Linked DNA regions of Mus musculus: region 2 is linked to region 1. A link is a contact called in public Hi-C data. All regions are on one chromosome and are shown on one strand. Each heading gives the region's core, a stretch centred on a gene start, on an enhancer-like site or on the middle of the called end of the contact. The rest is flanking DNA. Distances are from core to core; before and after follow the strand shown. Region 1 overlaps Gng12 (guanine nucleotide binding protein (G protein), gamma 12). Region 2 has its middle 11 kb from the start of A430010J10Rik.

Evidence for each region. A called contact is a pair of places that touch in the nucleus more often than the background predicts.
Region 2: a Hi-C map of bone marrow-derived macrophages shows a contact between it and region 1, with 4 times the contacts expected there. The contact joins two enhancer-like sites. A contact is called at or near these places in 4 of 15 datasets of contacts at CTCF or cohesin (the G1E-ER4 cell line, the NIH/3T3 cell line, large pre-B cells and 1 more), 65 of 484 Hi-C or Micro-C datasets (the 4T1 cell line, the 63-12 cell line, 8-cell embryo and 49 more), 22 of 115 datasets of contacts at active chromatin or transcription factors (the HPC-7 cell line, the NIH/3T3 cell line, acute myeloid leukemia and 13 more) and 1 of 9 other capture datasets (embryonic stem cells).

The regions. Positions count from the first base shown.
Region 1 is chr6:66,956,501-66,964,125 of GRCm38.p6, forward strand. The region is part of intron 3 of Gng12 (guanine nucleotide binding protein (G protein), gamma 12); the gene reads left to right. Among named protein-coding and RNA genes, the nearest start is that of 4930597O21Rik, 36 kb to the left of the region's middle. Within about 2 kb of position 2,556, at least 22 of the 459 cell types and tissues checked have an H3K27ac peak or open chromatin away from gene starts, as enhancers often do. A contact at or near this core is called in bone marrow-derived macrophages and granulocyte-monocyte progenitors, where this site is marked.
Region 2 is chr6:67,165,429-67,173,053 of GRCm38.p6, forward strand. No RefSeq gene overlaps it. Among named protein-coding and RNA genes, the nearest start is that of A430010J10Rik, 11 kb to the left of the region's middle. Within about 2 kb of position 4,938, at least 83 of the 459 cell types and tissues checked have an H3K27ac peak or open chromatin away from gene starts, as enhancers often do. A contact at or near this core is called in bone marrow-derived macrophages and granulocyte-monocyte progenitors, where this site is marked.

The DNA.
Region 1 (7,625 bases), core at 1,306-3,805:
CAGCTCTACTTTCTGTGTATTCAAAGAAGAATTCAAAATAAGCCAGTGTTGCAGAGGCCTGTAATCTCATCATTTAAAGAGATGGGACAGTGCCATGGCCCAGTTGTTCAGCGTTGATTGTGTGCTTTATAAATGGAGAGCATCTGTAGGAAAAGTCTCACCCATTATCCTTGTTCGACTGCAGTACTTCCATCCCCCAAGTGACAGACACAGTGGTGCTGTTTAGTGATAGCTTTAGTGTTTGCTTTTTCCATAACCTCCTCTCTCCAGAACCTTGGGTGCACATCAGCGCCTGAGGACATACATGCACTGCTGAGATCTTGTAGTATTCATATGTCGGGGCAGGTGCTTCTCTGTGACTGTTTTTCCTTAAAAGAAAATGGACATGTTGTAAGTTATTGTTAGCTTTTAAAACACTTGGCAGAGGCATTAATAACTATTGAGGAAGTTCTTAAATATTTTGTCTTTAGTATTTCGCTTTTATATAGGCAAAAGATGAGAGTATCATCAACTTTTTTTTTTTTTTTTGCCTCAGGCTTCTAGAGACCCCAACAGGCTTCATCCAGAACAAGTTGATGGGCTGTGTTTCACCCAAGACAAATTCTTAGGGAACCCCTCTCTTTTCTTTCATCTTCTTCCTCTAAGGACATCTAGAGGTGACAGTGGGTCCTGGGAAGCTAGAATTTCTGGTGAACTAGATGGGTCCCTAGAACTGGCTGATCTCCGTTTTCAACACCCATCTTCACCCTGACCTTCCTTGCCACTCCTGTCATGGAAGGAGCACATGCACATGTCCACACAGCCATCAGTATCTTTCTCTCTTTTTAGATGTCTGTCCCCACTAGTAAAGCCACCATTAGGAATCTGCCATTAATACTGCAGTGCTTTGTATAAAATGGTATGTGCCTGCATAATAATGTACATATATGTACATTATTGACTTTTGAGACAAGTCTTGATATATATCTCAAATTGGCTTGACCTCAAAATGCTCATGCTTTGACTTCCCAAATACTAGGGTTATAGATGTGTGTCAACACACCTGGCCCTCTCCTGTGTAGATTGCTTTTACTGTCAGATACAATGCAAGTCCTATATAAATGCTGTTATGCTGTGTTGTTGAGGGAATAGTGACACCCCCCCCCAATCCTGTACATGTGCAATACAAACATGACTTCCTACCCTCTCCCCCGGAATATTTTTGCTATACAGTTAATTAAATCCACAGTTGTAGCATGCGTGGATACAAAGGCCTGTTGTGATGTAAGATGAAACTGGCCATGCCTCGGAGGCCCCACCCTCTTGCCTCTGGGCTCCCAGTTCCAGCCTTACCTGCTTATTTGCCTTTCTTGAAGAACCAGGCTTTTCCTTGCTGGTTTAGAGTACTCCTCCCATATATTCAGAAATTCTCACCTGTGTATTTCATACTGTCCACCCTGTTCTGTATTAGTTCTTTTGTGTCCTTATTGAAGCACTTTATCCAATTCCTAGAACACTTGTTCAGAGTAGACACTCAGTAAATATGAACTGACTAACTGAACAAGAGAACAAACAGATGTGTTCGGGGTCATGAGAGGACAGGACTTTTTATAGTCATACTTTAAGTTAAAAGGCCATTAAAACAGCAGTGCTCCAGGCATGGTAGCACACGCCTGTAGTTCCAGCACTTGGGAGGCAGAGGCAGGCAGATGTCTGCGAGTTTGAGGCCAGTCTGGTCTACATAGGGAGTTAAGGACAGAATATCATGTCAATATTCAGGGCTAGGAAGGCTAAGACAGAATTCCTTGCTGCGTGCAGATAGAAAATATTTTTAAAACTTAGTAGGATAAAATAACCTAGTAAGTTCAAGGCCAGTCTAAGCTAAAAATCTTAAAATAAGTACTAACAATAACAAAATATTCAACAACCTTTAATTTGTTAAGGAAAGATATTGTTAGAGAAAAGCCAGTAGATAAGTATTTAACAGGGATTCAATTTAGAATTATAGAAAAATTATAACATACTCCCAGAATTTTACAAGGAAATGTTTATCCAAATATCGTTTCGCCTGTCCTTTAAAGTGATGCATAATTGTGTCTGTAGTACCACTGCCAAAGTTACATACTTGTGCCTTATAAGAAAGAGGAAGCTAGCAGTTTCAAATTGTGGAACATTCTACTCTTAACAAATACCCAAATTGTCAAATACAAAGAAGGACTCAGGAGATACCCTTTCTGTGACAGCTTGAATGAGAAGGGCTCCTATAGTCTTATGTATTTGAATATTTGTTTCCCAGTTGGTAGACTATTCAGGAAGGGTTAGATCAGGAGATAAGACCTTGTTGGAGATGTATCACTGGAGCTGGGCTTTGAGGTTCAAAAGCCTCCCTTTCTTCTCCTCCACCTGATCCTCCCTCCCTCCCTCCATCCCTGACTTCTCCTCTCTCTCTCTCCCTCTCTCTCTCTCCCTCTCTCTCTCTCCCCCTCTCTCTCTCTCTCTCTCTCTGCCTGCAGCATGCAGATCACATGTGAACTCAGAGCCACTGCTCTATCACTTTGCCTGTCTGCTGTTGCCACACTTCCCTTCTTAATAATGAAGTAACTCTCTGAAACTATAAGTAGCCCCAGGTTAAATGCTTTACTTTGTATGTTGCCTTGGTCATGGTATCTCTTCTCAGCAATAAAATATCAACTAAGATATTTGTGTTAAGCCGGGCATGGTGGCGCACGCCTTTAATCCTAGCACTTGGGAGGCAGAGGCAGGCGGATTTCTGAGTTCGAGGCCAGCCTGGTCTACAAAGTGAGCTCCAGGACATCCAGGGCTATACAGAGAAATCCTGTCGAGAGAGAGAGAGAGAGAGAGAGAGAGAGAGAGAGAGAGAGAGAGAGAGAGAGAGAACACTGAAAATAGTGTATACGTTTAGATTTTCTTAATTACTATAATAGACATTTGTAGGACAGTTGCCAAAATCTGAATAAGGATGTTGGTTAGACCTACCCTCATTTCCTGAGTTGACTAACTATAATATAGTTATATAAGAGAAGCCCTTAGTAATAGGAAATACATGTCTATGTATTTGTGTGTCTGCCTGCTTGGGTATCTGTCTTTCTTCCATCCTTTAGAAGGAGATTGGGATTAAAGTAAGTACAGTAAGATGTTGAAGTTGGAAGGATTTGACTAAGTAAAAGGCACTTGTGCTCGTGTCAGTGGTGACTGTGTGGTCCTGCTCCTCAAGAGTCAAGGAGAAAGGACCACTTTAATTGAGCAGCATAAGGAGACTTGTGCCTCAAAGAAGCACCACAGTGGGTTGTTCATAAAAGTTGTATTACAAAGAATCCCACATAGAGATGCTTTTGCTGAAGTGACACAGGAAAGATTAGAAGGAATTGTAATTTTTGAGACAGGGTTTTGCTAAGATAAAAGCAAAGAGTTGGAGACAGAGCTTTGTAAAATGCTTGCCTGGTATGCATAAGGCCCTAGGTTTGGGCTGCAGCAAGGCAAGAATAAGGCTGTGTGTCACACACACACACACACACACACACACACACAATCAGAGTGATCTGTGGTCTTTGCTTCTCTATCACTATATTCTACTAAATGGAGAGATGTATAAGCTAACTATATACATATATAGGTGTATACAAAAAAATCCTGTACACATGTGTTGAAACAGAGCTATGGAACCCAGGCTAACCACAAAGGGTGACCTTGAACTTCTGGTCCCTCTGTTCCTGCTTCTTAGGTGCTAGGATTGCAGGACCTGGAGCTTTGTACACGCTGGAGAAGCACGCTTAACAAATGAGCTGTAGACCTCTGGCCCTTTAAAATAATAGTTCGAGAGAATTCCCATATCGGGTAGGAATGAACCGAGATGACTTTATAAGCATCTCTGGCTCTGGAATTCCTCACTTTCTTTTCAATTCTTTGGGCATAGCAGCCTCTATGAGCCAGATAACGTAGCAGTGTCCTTTCTAAAGATGTTTATAGTACATAGGTCAAGTTAGATAAGTCAGAGACTGGCTTCCCGGCTAGCCAGGAATGTAGGAATCCTGTGACTGCAGCAGTTCCTACATCAGGGACTTGGGTTTGGGTAGGAATGGCAGGCAGAGTTACGGAGATGCTTTCGTCTCTTAGAACTGGATGTTACGTGTGAGCTTCCACACAGAGCAGACTGACAGAGCACAGCTTTCTTTACCATGGTCTTCTCTTGTGCCATGTGGAGGCCCTGGTTGGAGGGGTCAGTCTTACAAGAGTTACAGGTCTTATTGAACTTAGATTGTGCAAAACCTACTTTTGTAAAGGTTCTTAAACATTTCAACTTCTCTTCCAGCCCACAAACCAGAAAGAGGTAGGGAAAAAGAAAGGCTAATGGGAAACAGCATTTGTGGACCTGTTTAGAAGTAGTTCCTTGGGGCAATTCTAATCTTCGTTGTCAGGATATCATCAGTCCCGTCCAAAACACTAAACACAAATCAGTAGCAGTGGCTCAATCCAGAAGAGACGGAGAGGCTCTGACCATCGGCATGAGTCCATGGAAGCGGCAAGAACCAGCCGGAATACCATGAGAAGTTCTGTGGTGTGTTTCTCTCTGCAAAGTCACAACACACAAAGATCAGCAGAGACCAGCAAAGTGCAAGGCATACTAATGCAAGAGCAGCAGCAAAGACCAGCGAAGCACTGCAGAGAACCAGTGCGAGAGCATCCTCTCTCGGTAGGGTTGTATTTATATTCTTTCTAAGCAGCAGGCACCCTCTCAAACATCTGCTCCAGCAGAACACCACATGCCCTCTCACAAGACAGCTTCCAGAAAAACACCACATGTGTGTTCTCAACAAAACAGCCTCTCCTGTGTCTGCCTCAGCAAAACATCCTCTCACAAGACAGCTTCCAGAAAAGCAGCAGGTGACACAACTTAGCCTCCAAAGCAACCAGAAACTTCCTCTTCGGTCTTGTCCACTCTCCTGTCCAGATAAAGGAAGGGGCAGTGGCTGCTGGTCCTGACTGGACCCTGTGCTTTTTTATTTATGGCATTACTGTAGAGTTTTCCTGCTTGTCCTACCAAGGAAAGCACGTGCTGTGTATGTAGATGAGGGAGATGGTGTGAAGGTAGCATAGTGGAGAGTTGCCTAATCTCTGATGTAGTCAGGTGAGTTGGTTGAGTGTTTTACTCATTTGAAATCATTAATAAAACCAAGAGGCCATGTTGTCTGGCTTTTCAGGTTCCAGAGTTTCTCCAAAGAAGTATTCTTAAGCACTGAGCGCTGGCTGCATTCCCCCAGACAGCACCTTATCTTCGAACCACTTGGAGGTTCATTTTTCCATTTCCTATCATGAGAGTCTTAGGACTCTAGTATATTTTTCCCCTCTGCTATGAAGCTAAATCAAATATACACAAATCCTGGGTAAGATTAGAATATTCTTTCTCTCTTCCAACCCTTCTCATAAATACCTCATTTGAAAGCTGCCTTCTGACTCCTAGGATTGTATGAGCTAATGTAATGTGAAGGCCTCACACAAAATGAACAATCAGTAGTAAACACACGCTTTGGAAAAAATAGGGGAAAATCATTAAAAGTATGTTAGTATCTAGCCCAATAACCTAAAAAGGCACAAGGTTTATTACCTCAAACCACATTCTGTCAATTTTAAAGCAAGACTAATGATAGCCACTCTCCAATGTAGGCCTTTTCCATGGTAAGCAAGTGTACAGCAGGCTCCTGGTAGTGTCTGGCAGCAGAGTCATCTCTATGTATGGGTAAATGTGCAAGTGGGTTTGGGTGTGGAGGCCACAGTACAGCGTTGAGTGATAATTCTCAGATGACTGGCCTGGAACTTGCCAACTAAGCTAACCTGGCTGTCCAGTGAGCCTCAGGGGTCAGCCTGTCTGTCTCCATCTCCCAGCTTTAGGATTACAACTGTGTATCACAGAACACAGTTATTTATGTGTGGTTGCTGGGGGCATCTCAGGTTCTCAAGCTTACCAGGCAAGCCATTTAATGAACAAGTCCTTGGTACACGCAAGCTAGCATGCTATTTTATAACACTGCGAATGCATGCGCTTGCTTACTGCCAGGAGATCTAAGTTTTCTACATTTCCTGCAGTTGTTTTTCACTTTAGGCATGTTGTTACATTTCTCTGCGTCTTGAATGAGAGAAGGAGCCACATGCTGGCCTCTTGACCAGCCACTAGGTGTCATCAATGGTCAACTAATAGAGAAAGTTTTTTTTGCACAGTGTGCAAGCCTGTGTAATTCTCTTTAGAAGCTGGTTGTCTCTGGATGAGGTGGCTGGCTTGCCTTGAAGAGAGGCAGGGAGTTTCTTCAAGCATTTGCATATGTGGACTTTCCAGATAAATGTGATTTAGAGTCCAAGATTCTACTTGTGCTAATACAGGGGAACCTCACAGGTCTCTTGGCAGCAAATGTAAGTCCTGTGGTCAGGTCTTTGCCAGGTGATAACAGGAACTGTACACAGTTCAGCAGTAATATGGGTTTCTCCTGGAGCCACATGCGGTAAAACAGAGCTGTTCTATTACCTGCCAAGTGCCAGGGTCCAAAGGCTTCTTCTTGCCTTGTTCTTGTTTCACAAAGCCAGCTTTTCAAATAGCCCCTCAGATAGTAATGTGGTGCCATCCCAACAGAGGACAAAGGGCAATCTAAAGTGTCAGAATAGATATCACAGATACTTGGGGGGGGGGGGGTCACTCTGGAGCATAATTAGCACCCAGCAGTATTTTGTAGATAATTGGAACTCGGAGTGAAGGAAGGTTAATGTCTTTGGTAAAACCATTCAAGGACAGGATTTTTTTTTTTTTTTTTTTTTTTTTTTGCATGAGCTATTGTTTGTGTCTGGGTGTCTGATTTCTTTTAAAATCTATGAATAAAACCTACTAGTACTTATTGTAAACTTAATATTTAGAAGGTAATATGCTGATTGCTGCACATGAATTTTTTCTGCCTAGTGCTCACAAAACATCCCTTTGATGTGGATATAATTATCATGTTCATTTTACAGATAATGAAACAGAGGCATAGAAAGATTGTAATAGGTCCTATACTTCCTGCAAGTCAACTGTGATTCTAAGACTTAAACTGCAATGTTCCTAACAACTCAAATATATGTTCTATCACTATCATCATTTTAAGATTAGGAAACCCAGGCACAGGGTGGTCTTGGCAGGGTCAGGAAGGAATGGTTCAGAACAGAAATCCGCAGTTAATTCCAAAGTACTTTTTTAAAAAGTTTGCCGGGCTGGTGAGATGGCTTAGTGGGTAAGAGCACCCAACTGCTCTTCTGAAGGTCCAGAGTTCAAATCCCAGCAACCACATGGTGGCTCACAACCATCTATAAGGAGATCTGGCGCCCTCTTCTGGAGTGTCTGAAGACAGCTAAAGTGTACTTACATATAATAAATAAATAAACAAATAAACAAACAAACAAATAAATAAATAAAAAGAGTTTTTTTTAAAACAAGAACATCTCTTTAAAAAAAAGTTTGCTACATTGTATTTTATATGCAGTAAATACTTGGTAAATGTTTATGACCAGCATAGTTAAGGACCTATAATTCATCAATGCAGACAAGAAGAAACCATACAGGTCTACTACCCCTTCCACCCAAAATTGTACTTCTGCCTGCTGCCTTT
Region 2 (7,625 bases), core at 3,688-6,187, 210 kb after region 1:
GGAGCGGTCTGTGTAAACATTTTACACAGTTCCTGCTCAACCCTACAGGGGCAACTTTTTTTCCCTATTTGCATTAACTCCCCAAGGTGAAATCCTCCTGCCTTTGCTTCACAACTTTCCCTTTTTATTTAGTGTCAAAAGTTCTGGCGGTCTGGTGGAGTTATAAATCATTGCCAATGTCAAGGTGAAAAGGATGCTGAACAGTCATCAGTAGTTGAGAAGAACCTCAAGCCAGCATTTGGGAAGACTCAGCCAGACTTTGTGAATGATCTGAGTGACCTGAGAGGCTGGGGAAGGCACACAGAAGAGAGGAAAGAGAAAGGCAAGCACATGCAGGTTTTCAGCCTGGGAACCCAGTGCTCCTGGTAACATGATTCACTGTGGAAGGGGATGGAAGAAGAGGAAGTGATCTGAGAAGCAGGCAGAGTGTCACCAAAGGCACTCTTTGTTCTTAAGGCTGAGGAGGAGAGGCTGAGGAATGTCTTCATTCTCCATACTAGTCCTGAAAAAGCCTTTTGCCAAGAACCCTGGAATGTTCCCTGCTTGGACGATCCAAATTTCCTGCAGAGATGCACAAACCTAAGAGGTCTCAGCTGTTTTCCTTGTCCTTTCCAAGGGTCAAGCCAGCAGTTCTTGATCTCTCTTCAAACTAGACTCCAAGAATGACAAAAGGTGTATGTCTCCAGCACAGGATGGCTATGCTCACCTAATCGGTAATAGTTTCTAAGAAGCATCCAGGCGTAGTGTATAAGCCTTTATTTTTGTTTTGTTTCATTTTTAAAGGAAAGAGTGCACAGAATTCAATAGTGTAAGTGTAAAATCCAGTGTGAAGCTCCATCCATGGCTTCAGAATGGCTGTTCTAACTATATAGAAGTTCACTGAGGGGCTGGCGAAATGGCTCAGTGGGTAAGAGCACTGACTGCTTTCCAAAGGTCCTGACTGCTCTTCCAAAGATCCTGAGTTCAAATCCCAGCAACCACATGGTGGCTCACAACCACCCATAATGAGATCTGATGCCCTCTTCTGGTGCTTCTGAAGTCAGCTAGAGTGTACTTATGTATAGTAATAAATAAATCTTTGGGCCTGGGCGATCAGGGTTGACCGGAGCGAGCAGAGGTCCTAAAAATGCAATTCCCAACAACATGCAGTCTCACAACCATCTGTACAGCTACAGTGTACTCACATACATAACAAATCAATAAATAAATCTTTAAAAAATTAAAATAAAATAAAAAGAAGTTCATTGAGGTATATAGGCCTTGGAGCTGTTTCATTTTGGTGTATGTGTGTTGTTTGATTGTATTTTCAAGGTTCCTTTTAAATAATAAAGTTTATAAGAGAAGATGAGAGACCTTTTAGTGAAAATAGCAAATGTGTGCACTGTGGGACTGGTACCAGTAAGACTTGACTCATGTACCTTGGTATGTCAACACCACAGATGTTTACCTAAAAGTGTGTTTTGTACCACCACTGTGGGCCCTTTCAAATTTCATAAGATATGTATAGCCAGCACCTAGTGCACTGGCTTGAGACAAAAAAAAGTCAAATTGAGTTTTCTTTCTCAGCAGATTTCTCTGAGGGGAGAAACCAAAGCCTCAAAGCCCAGCCTGAGAGCTAAGGAGATGACCTGGGAGGTTAAGAACACTGGCTGTGCCTGCGGAGGACACAAGTTTGGTTCCTAGCATCCACATAGGACAACACGGAACTTCTATAAATCCAGCCGCCCAGGATCCGACATCCTCTGCTGGTACTTACACTCATTCATATTCACACCATTTAAAGACTTTTGAATGAATCTTAAAAATAGAAAAGAAACAAACAAGAGTAAGAAACCAAGCCTGGCATTTAGCCCATGTTTCCAACCCTTTAGATGGGTTATTTCAATTAACTTTCAGAATTAAACCACAAAGAGGGTTAGAGGTATAGCCCATTTTAAGAGGTGCTTGCCTAGCATACACTACACCTGGTTCTGATCCCAGGGCACATACACACAAAAGTAGAGAGATTAGTCTCCTCCAAGGGGGTGAGAGCACTGCCTAACACCACATTAGCTAACACACGATGGTCGTGAGCACAGGATGTCACGTCACGCCCCAGGTGATCTGTGCATGTCTTCATTGCTGTCATTTAATTCTACCTGACATTTCTGTTTACCATTCTGATTACCAAGGGAGATACGTGTAATTTCCTGTCATCCACCCAGTGTTAGCAAAACGTTAAGTCTTGACCATGAAGGAATTGTCTGGATCTACTTGGGGCTGATCAGTAAGTGGCCACTCTTTGCAAGTGTTTGCACAGATGGCTGCCTCAGTACACAGAGGTGCTCTAGCTATAAGGACGGAGGGCATAAAAACAGTAAGCTGGGCTCGGGGCACAGTACACTACTGGGAGAGCGAGGCTTAGAATGTCCAAGGTCCTGAGGTACCTTATGTTTACAATGAGGCAAATCTGGGCAAGAGATAGTCAGGCGTTCAAGGAGCAAACAAGTGGGAAAAGATGGAAGTGTTTGGAGGAGACTCGAAGCTTTGTGTTTCCTCTTTGAATCATTTACTTCTCCAGCTAGTTATTCTTTACGTTGTTTGCAAGGTCTTGTCTTTCCCATTTGAAACACAGTTGGCCAGCAGCTGGAGATGCTGAACACTGGCGTGTATAAAACCCTAGACTCCATTCTCAACAGGTTTAAAAAAAAAAAAAAAGGCTAGTCACTTCTGCTCCAGCAAACCAGGTTGTGACTTCCGGGGCTGCAGTGGCTAAGGACAGTGTTGCAGCAACATAACATAATCATAAAGACCTCTGCCTTTATTGTCTGTTTCAGTCTATGCCACATGAAACCCTAACCAAGTTCTTCCACCAGTAAGCCAGTTAAAACAGCCAAGTTCACAGTGAAAGAGCTGAAAACGGAAGAGGGACAAAGAGAACAGCTGATCAGGATTCCTCTTCCAGAGCCAAACGTGAGGTTAGGTTTAAATTGAAGCCAGAGTTGATAGTTTCCTGACTAAAAAAAAAAACTACAATTCCCAGATTCCCCTGCAGCCGGGCAAATCCACATGAAAGGGAGGAGGGACTATGGGAGGAAAGAGTGCTACAGTCATTTTCACTCCTAAAAAGGGTCACAGCCATCTTACCCCCACGCCCAGGCATTCTCAACCACCCCCGTGGATGTGAGTGAGTGTCAGCCAATGAACACGATCCCACCCGTCTAAAGTCAGATGCCTCTCTTTTTCTGCTTCCCATCTCTTTTAAGCCGCCTTAGAAACCTAACAAGTCATGCATATCTAAGCACTCCTGGTGCGTTCCTGCCCACCAGTAATCAATCTTGTTTCAACTCCATTTTCCTGAAAAGTGCAACTTGTCTGGACTCAGCTATGCTTGCTTTCACTTCCTAACAATCCTGGGACTAAAAGTTGCAGAATGCTGATTTGTGGGATGGTTAAGAGGGAACCTGGACTAAACAACTGAATTGATATGTAAATAGAAAACTGGGCTTTTGTTCTGCATGAGATGAGCTAGCAAAAAGTGATAGCACTTCCTTTTTTTTAAGGATTCTTCTCAATCGAGCAGTGGTGGTGCATGCCTTTAATCCCAGCACCTGGGAGGCAGAGGCAGGTGGATTTCTGAGTTCAAGGCCAGCCTGGTCTACAGAGTGAGTTACAGGACAGTCAGAGCTATCTGTCTCGAACCCCCCCCCCCCCAAAAAAAAAGAGCTGAGCTGTCTAGAGAGTGAACAAATCTTTTAGAATGTTTTTAACAGGATTTCTGATTTGGTCAGAAAATCTATAGAGAGAAACACAGCTCTTTTAGAATTTTTTTCCTAATAGGATTTCGGACCTCAGTCTCAGGAACCCAAACGTAGTCCAGGCTGGTCCTTGGAACACTGTGCATAAGTTGGAACCTGCTATGAAGATTTCAGAGTGCATGTGACTCCTGACACTGTGCAAAAGGAAGAGACGAAAAGAAGAGCAGCTTTTGATGCTTAGAAGAATGGACGGCCCTTGAAGATCAAAGGCACTCCCGGGCTAGCTCCATGGTCAAGGCAGCTTATAAAGGAAGGCATTTAGTTGAGGCTTGCTTACAGATTCAGAGGGAGAATCCATCACAAGCATTGCAAGGAATGGGGTGGCAGGCAGGTAGGCAGGCAGGCAGGCAGGCAGGCAGGCAGGTAAGACTCTGGGGCAGTAGCTGAGACCTTACATCCTAATTCCCAGGCAGCAGGCAGAAAATTTGAGACTAGACCTTGTGTATGGTTTTGAAACCTTAAATCCCACTCCCAATGACATATCTCCTTCAATAAGACCGCACTTCCCAATCCTTCCTAAACTACTCACAAACTGGGAACCAAACCTTCAAATAGGCGAGCCTATGGGGGGTGGGGGGGGGGACAATTCTTATTCAAAGCCCTGCTCCTACGTTATAGGTTTCTGATATGGATCAGGTGAGAAAATGCACGTACTTCCCTCTGTCCGATGCGTCATTAAGTGCCAACTTATGATTGCTTACTTTATAAATGTGTGTGAATTGTAACTAAACAATCTTTAAATATGTGATTGCTAAAAAATATTCTCCCCGAAGTCTGTAAAGGCCACATCGGACTGAAGTCAAACCTACGAATACAAGGTTTGACCCAAGTTCCTCCGTGCTGTGAGAGTTGAGGACAGTTTGCACCAAGGGTCATAGTGCACTGGAACTGGAGAGATCTGGCTGTTTTGTGACTGAAATGCAAACAAATCAAATGATGCCATGTGAGCTAAACCCAGGCTTGGATCAAGGTTGATTATATTCGTTCATTCATTCATTCATTCATTCACTCACTGCAATGCTTTCTGAATGGTTTCTGCTCTGAGGGGTCAGAGTATTTGTGAAGTTCAAACTCCTGGGCTAAAAGTTCAAGCTGAGCAATAAGATTAAGCAAGGATCATGTAGAACCTGTTACCAACCTGTAGAGGGAGCTCAGAGCCAGGCAGAATCTCCGCTAACCCACCTGGCTTGCAAATAGCTCGTACAGGACTGGCCAGGTCTCTTGCCAACAAGTGAGCCTTTGTTTAGGAATCATCATGAAAAACCCAGCACCTAGGAGAAATGAAAGCGAAACCTACAGTGGTGGGACCCGTGTCACCCAGCAGCTGCTACTGAGCTGCTTCGCTCTCTGCAGAATTAGAAACAGATCCTTCTACTAAAGTCTATGACTTAATTTTAAATAAATTATAGAGACTAGTTCAGTACAATGGCCTAATAGGTCAGTGCAGAGCATGAGGTTTGGCTTCTGTGTATCCAGGACTCCCTGAGAGTCTGGAGCTTTGCTTCCAAAGGTCTCTGAGGTCAGAGTGGGGTTGGGGTTATGATTCTGGGGTCCCACTGATCACTGCAGGACCTGGAGTTTGTACAGCTGTACGCCCATAGGTTGCTTTAGGCCGTTGACTCTAGCCACAACTCCTAATAGTAGACAAACATCGCTGCAGCGGTCTGAAATTTGTTATTTTAGCTCTAGTAGGTTCATAGAATCCAGAGGCGACCAAGGTCATAGACTTGGAAGAACATGGTTTCAAAACAAATCCACTTCAACAGAAGCATAAAGCATGATAAAGCAACAAAAAAAAATATACTACAACCCAGGATCTATCATCACTCACTGATGAACCCCCTTTAAAACACAAACGTGGGCTGGAGAGATGGCTCAGTGGTTAAGAGCACTGACTGCTCTTCTGAAGGTCCTGAGTTCAAATCCCAACAACCACATGGTGGCTCACAACCATCTGGATTGAGATCTGACGCCCTCTTCTGGTGAAGACAGCTACAGTGTACTTAAATTATAATAATAAAATCTTAAAAAAAAGAAAAGAAAAGAAAACACAAACTTATTACAGAGAAAGCTGAAATGTCTGAAAAAGAATTTAGAGTTTTACTGTTTAGAAAAACTAGCAATCACATAAAAGATTCAAAGATGCACAAGCTAAAATCTATTCAGAACCTTGACAAGACACCCTTCCGAAGTGAATGTAACAGTTAAATTGAAGGCAAAAGTTCAAAATACGAAATTTAGCAAGGAGATTAAAACATTGAAAGCAAATAGCTTGGGTGTGGTGAGGCACTTCTTCAATGCCAGCACCTAGGAGGGAAAGTTAGGCAGATCTCTGAGGATATGAGATCTCTGAGGATATGAGATCTCTGAGGATATGAGGTCAAGCTCTGAAAGGAAGCAACTGTGAACCAACACTGCTATCCCCTGCAAAGCCATCTTTCCAAACTTACAGAAAGATAACAAGACAAACACAAATTAAGGCAACTCATGAGAACCAAGCCATCCCTACAGAAAGTTCTTAGTGGAGTACTTTACAGAAAGGAAGACGAAACAGAGCCCAACTTCAGATAAATAAACTAGACTTGGAAAGGAAAGTATATACAAAACAGCAACTCAATTAAAATGAGAAGGAAAATGATGTGAACAATCAAATAAAACAAAACAAATGACTAACACATTTACAGAAAAAGCAAACCCTTTTCTTTTTTTCTTTTTCTAAAGATTTATTTATTTATTTTATGTATATGGGTACACTGTAGCTGAAGAGATGGTTGTGAGCCTTCATGTTGGGAATTGAATTTTTAGAACCTCTGCTCATTCTGGTCAACCCCACTTGCTCTGGTCGGCCCTGCTTGCTCCAACCCAAAGATTAATTTATTATTATACATAAGTACACTGTGGCTGCCTTCAGATGCTCCAGAAGAGGGCGTCCGATCTCCTGGTGGTTGTGAGCCACCATGTACTTGCTGGGATTTGAACTCAGGACCTTCAGAAGAGCAGTCAGTGCTCTTACCTTCTGGACCATCTTGCCAGCCCCCCAAACCCTTTTCTATAATAACTTTAAATGTAAGTGGTCTCAACTTATCACTGAAAAGATACAGACTAATGGATTAGATTAAAAAATAAGAAACAGGGGCTGAGAGATGGCTCAACGGTTAAGAGCACTGACTGCTCTTCCGAAGGTCCTGAGTTCAAATCCCAGCAACCACATGGTGGCTCATAACCATCCATAACGAGATCTGGTGCCCACTTCTGGTGTCTGAAGACAGCTACAGTGTACTTACATATAATAAATAAATAAAATTTAAAAAAAAAAGATTTATTTATTTAAAAAAAAAAAAAATAAGAAACAACGACTGTATAAGGTATCCAACAAACACACTTAACTGGTAAAGATACCCCAAACTTAACATCAAAGGATGAAAAACAAACTATAAGAAAATGGAAAACATAAACAACTTGCATAGCTATTTTTTTATCAGACAAAATAAATCTCAAACTAGAGCTAATTAGAAGAGAAAGGACATTACATATTAACAAATGGAACAATTCATTAAGAAGATATAACAATTATAAACCTTCATGCACCAAACATTGTAACTCCTAATTTAATAAAAACAAACACTAAAAGACATAAAAGACCACAAAGATCCTGATACAATATAGAGGGAAACTTCGATAGTCTATTCTCATACTTAGATAGGTTTTCCTAATTAAAAACAAGTAAAGAAACTTTAAGGCTAAAATATACTATTGGTGAACTGGAGCAAGTAAAAAAATGAGATAATTGTTTGTATCCTATCAGACCATGGTGCAATAAAAATAAGA